Regions from separate parts of the Ovis aries genome. Here region 2 is linked to region 1. Evidence: chromatin contacts called from public Hi-C data. All regions are on one chromosome and are shown on one strand. The core of a region is the stretch at or near the end of the contact, and the rest is flanking DNA. Distances in the headings are between cores, read along the strand shown.

Region 1 (2,559 bases), core at 40-2,539:
TAAATTCTCTATCATAATCTACCCCGTAATTTCACTCCAATCATAAATTCTCTATGATTTACAAGCCTGACCATGTGGTTCCCTGTGGAAACTCACAGCATCCTCAGGACAAGGGCCCAAGCTCCTGAACCTGACTCACAAGGCCTTGCTTATGTGGCCCTGAATACCTGCCGGTCTCCCACTCCAGGTTTCAACCACACTGGACCACTCTGGGTCCTTCACCTGCACTGCACTCTCTCCTGCCCAAAGTCTCTGAGAATGCTGCTCCCCAGATTAGATCACCTGTTTCTCTTCCTCCTCATTCCCTACTCACCAAGCTAACTCCCAAGCACCCTGAATCTCTGTCTCAATATTACTGTCTCCTCTGATCAGGTCAGGCCCCTCCAATAACATCCATACCTGCCCCAGTGACAAGTGAGTGCCAACTATGCATCGGAATCCCCAACTCTAACCCAGGACCCTGTCTGCCTCATTCACCCCAACACCTAGTGGAGACTCTAGCACATAATAGGCACTCAATAAACATATCTGAATGCGGAAAGCCACTCAAACAAGAAAAGCAATGGCAAGAAGGCTGCAAGCAGCAGTTTAAAAGATAATTCAACAAGGCACGACTCAGGGGTTTTTCCTGCATCACTTCTGACTTTCTGAATGATGGGGTCTATTTGCATTGTGGACCCAGGACTGTGTATAACAAAGCCCATATCCCTCTCTGCCTTGGCTGTGAGGAGTCCAATGTGCGGCCTAAACAAGTCTTTGCAGCAGGGATTCTGTGAACTAAGCTTACTCTCTCTGGTTTTGTTCTGATGTCCTTGACACTAATTTTTTTATCTTCTAGTACCACCAATAATTTTCAGGATTATAAGAGAGGCAGGATATAAATTAATAACTATTGTTAAGGAAGGCAGAAGGGAAGGGGAGGCAGGAAAGGGCAGGAGAAAAGCACGACCCTGGTGCAAATCAGGCCGAGACCAGTGGGCCCGGGCCAGGGTGGTGGACTGGGGCTCCAAGGAGCTGTGGGGAAGACTTCAGGTTCGGGGCCAACACTCACATGATCGTCTCTAGTCCTAAGATTGCATAGGAGAAAAATACAGGATTGTGCTCTACATCTGATCCTCGGAGATTGAATAGCCCTGGAAAAAAAAAAAAAAAAATTCCTGTCACCCGCCCGACTGCGAGTTAAGGGGCAGCTGGGAGGATGCAGAGAGCGCTTCCACTGGCCGGGAAGGGCCGGCTAGACCTCTCAGAGAGGCCTGGAGCCTCCCTTCCCTGTCTCGCCTCTGAGCTGCAGTTGCGCATATCCACCAAATGAGGGCACCAGAACTGTGTCTTTCGCTGCCACATCACCATCCCGGGAAGGGAATGGAAAGAGTTATTAGTAAGAATTGCCCTCCAGACAAAGAGTTGAAATGGTCCACCCGGCGGTGACCCGCCAGGCCTGGCCTTGCCGCAGAAAAACCTCTGGCACTCCCAAGTACAAGGGCGGGAGCCAAGCACTCGGTCCCTTCTGAGGCAAGAGACTGAGGGTAGAAAAACGGAGACCCACCCACCAGGGAGGCCAGATGAGGCCCTCTGTGTAAGGGTCAGGAGCCCCGGGGAGGCGGAGCTTCCCAGCAGAGGAACAAAAGCAGTGAGTCAGTGGGGCTCTGGGCCCATGAATGAAACCCGAGCCGGCGGCCCACCCGGAGCCACGGCTGGGTGGAGGACCTGCATGGCCAGAGTCAGGGCCCTGGCGAGGTCACTGCGCGCTGGAGAAATTAGAGGGACCGGTGCTGAGCACAGCTCTCATCCCGGGGCCTCCCGCAGCCTAACACTTGCTCTCCTGAGAATCAGAGTGCAAAAAAGACCCTGGTATCAAACGCACTGCCGCTATTTTAAAACCACGGCTTCTTCAAGTACAGCATGGAGGCAATATGTTTTACCCATCAAACCCAACTAGCATTCTTTTTAAATGATAGTACCTGGGGTCGGTGAGAGTGTAGCAAGAGGGGTGTATTCATGCTGTGCAACCTCTCTGGCAGGTACATGGCATAAGATCAAAGGCCCTACCATGCACACACCCTCCAGCCCATAACACCACCTCCAAAGTCAACCAAAAGCTCAAAGAAAATTATCAGAAACTAAGACACAGATTGTGATGCACCAAGACTTTGATGGCAGTCCTGTAATACAATCATGAGAAAATGCAGAAATAACTCAAAGGTCATCCTGAGAGGAATGGTTAAGTAAATTGTACTATAACCATATGATGGGATATTTAATATTCACTTAAAATCATGTTTATATATGCTTAGAGTAAATACAGTGGAAAAAACCAAGTTACAAAATTATATATGCACAGAAATGTTAACTGATTCTGTGCAAGAAGATTATAGGTGACTTTTTTTTTTCTACTTGCTCTGCACTTCCCAGATTTTCCACAATGAAAACAGGGGATATTTAAATAATCAAGAGGAGAGATTAGCTTCATATGTTATTTTCTCTGATGTTGATGTTGTTAAGTTAATCAGGGATATAAATCACTGATACATGTAACAAAGTTTGAGGGCTACGCATTAG
Region 2 (2,559 bases), core at 31-2,530, 400 kb after region 1:
ATTCATGAGGCTCTCTGCTAGCATATACAGGAAACATTTCCCTAACCTGCCCACAGGATGAGTGTGTTAAAGAACACAGTGACTTTTGGTGAAGAATTCTGTCACCTGGCTTTTTTCCAGGTGTAGAATATTGGAGGTGGGTAGTATGAGAGGGGAGAGGGAGACAGAGAAATAAAAAGGAAAAGCTAGTGACAGCTGATACACTTAGATAGTAGGAAGCAGGGGACTATTTTATAGGTCGTTGACTCAGTGTCTGGAATTGACCGTAGAGCCATGTATTTTGTCTCACCCTGTGCTCACTGGCCACAGAATTTTGCTGTTTTTGTAGTGTTGGATCATATGAAGTTGTCATTTTTATGTGAGAAATGGCTTAGTATCAGAAATTTTATATGGTTTAAACTAATGCATAATAATACAAACACTGTAGGATGGCTGCAGTTGTGGAGAGGAGTGTGTGTGTGTGTGTGTGTGTGTGTGTGTGTGTGTGTGTGTGTGAATGAAAGGTGGAAGGGAGGAAATGGAAATTCATGAGCCTTTTCGAGTAGTGAAGCTGAAAACCTCTAACCTAGCCTTTGGTTTTATACATTCAAAATTAAATACAGTTGCCCAGTGTTTTCCTACTTCTACATTAATACAGTTGAGAAAGTTTATGGGACTGGTTAAAATTAAATCACCTGTGACAGAGATTACCATTGGGGATAATAATCTGAAGTGACCGATGTCTGCAGCGTACAACGAAAGTAGCAGAAAACTGAAAGCCAGTAGGCACGCCTGCACTTGCATGCAGATACTTTTTTGAAACTGAATAATGTGCAAGTTCTTATTTGTCTTAAAATAGACTTTAAGGTGTTTTTAGTGGAATATTCAGACTGCTGATTTGACTTATCTTTGTCTTTCTTAGACGAGCTCATCTTCGCCTGTGTTTAGAACGCTTAAAAGTTCTTATTCCACTAGGACCAGATTGCACCAGGCACACAACACTTGGTTTGCTCAACAAAGCCAAAGCACACATCAAGGTAGGAATTTTTTTTTTATATTTTCACATGACTGTCTCAGTCCTGCTGTCTTTTTAGTAGTGATTTCTGTCCACATATATCAGCTAGCTCACAATACTCTCCTTTAATGACTGACCTCAAGAGAAATTTTCTGAAAATTTAATGCTAATCTGATAGGAGCAACATAACCTGATTACGCTAAATTGTTTTGACAGCATGGCCATTTGAAGAGCTGGGAATACTAGGAAAATAACAATTACTCTGCTGATACCCAAAGGCAGGCAGTTGTGCCCCCTGGTGGAGATGACTTCATTTGGCTGTGTGTCCCTCAGTGTTTTTCCATCAAACTATACTGCAGAGCTGGTTTCTCTTTTATGGCAATAACTTGACAGACTTTGAAAATTCCATATTGTTCTAGTAATGTAGCATTCATTATACACACACACACACACAGTGAAGAAAAAACTATTTTTGATGTTTAAAAATACATATTTATGTATGTTTTTATACACACACATATACTTATAGTCATTCATGTTTTCTCTGTCAACAAAGAAATCTGCTACCATGTTAGGGAGGAATTAATCTTACTGTTTGTACTGTACAACACACAAACTTAAATATCACTGTATCATTTCAGAAACTTGAAGAAGCTGAAAGGAAGAGCCAGCACCAGCTAGAGAACTTGGAACGAGAACAGAGATTTTTAAAGCGGCGACTGGAACAGCTGCAGGGTCCTCAAGAGATGGAACGAATACGAATGGACAGCATTGGATCAACTATTTCTTCAGATCGTTCTGATTCAGAGCGAGGTAGGCAGTGAGCTTCTTCCCTAATGAAACACAAAGCATCCCTGTCTCTGAATTTAGAGGGTAGGATGGGTGGCATTGTGTTTGCTTCCTTCTTCTACACCAACACTGTATGTGGCATTCTAGATTTTATGCAGTCACAACATTGTCTAGCAATGCCTGTGTGAACTATAGAACATTTTTTCTTGATTTATATATATATACACACACATATATATCTCAAATATTCCACTTTGAAAAAATTTTAAAGTTGTAAGTTTTCTGTAGAAAATTGTTGAGTTCTCATATACCCTTCACCCAGGTTCCTCTAATGTTAATATCTTATGTAACCATAATACAGCTATTGAAACCAAGAAATTAACATTCATATAATATTATTAACCTATTAACCTTATTCAGATTTCACTACTGTTCCTAATAATGTTCTGTGTCTAATCCAGGATCCAGTGTAAGATCTCCATTGCCTTAGAAATATTTCTTCAGTCTTTCTTTCGTGACCATGACACATTTGAAGAATATTGGTCAGTTATTTTAGTGTTCCTCAACTTGGGTTTATCTGATGTTTTCTATTAGACTGAGGTGTTACACATTTGAGGGAAGAAATGCCACAGAAGTGATGTTGTGCCCTTCTTAGTTCATTGTATCAGGAAGATACATGATGTTGATATGTTTTATTACTGGTGATGTTAATTTTTGTATCTGTATTTTAAAGTAACACACCCTCCATTTCTCGTAACATCTGTCCTAGAACATTT

What was found. Hi-C and Micro-C count contacts between places; a contact is called where the count stands out from the background.
Region 2: a contact with region 1 is called in a Hi-C map of hypothalamus, with 5 times the contacts expected there. The contact joins two enhancer-like sites. A contact is called at or near these places in 3 of 16 Hi-C or Micro-C datasets (hypothalamus, skin fibroblasts and tail adipose tissue).

What each region holds. Positions count from the first base shown.
Region 1 is chr22:29,991,117-29,993,675 of ARS-UI_Ramb_v3.0, forward strand. It overlaps XPNPEP1 (X-prolyl aminopeptidase 1), which reads right to left. Exons shown (of 21, transcript XM_042238891.2): 9 at 1,052-1,133. Among named protein-coding and RNA genes, the nearest start is that of XPNPEP1, 31 kb to the right of the region's middle. Within about 2 kb of position 1,290, at least 26 of the 54 cell types and tissues checked have an H3K27ac peak or open chromatin away from gene starts, as enhancers often do. A contact at or near this core is called in hypothalamus, where this site is marked.
Region 2 is chr22:30,394,496-30,397,054 of ARS-UI_Ramb_v3.0, forward strand. It overlaps MXI1 (MAX interactor 1, dimerization protein), which reads left to right. Exons shown (of 6, transcript XM_027960481.3): 4 at 902-1,016; 5 at 1,636-1,807. Among named protein-coding and RNA genes, the nearest start is that of SMNDC1, 25 kb to the right of the region's middle. Within about 2 kb of position 1,281, at least 12 of the 54 cell types and tissues checked have an H3K27ac peak or open chromatin away from gene starts, as enhancers often do. A contact at or near this core is called in hypothalamus, where this site is marked.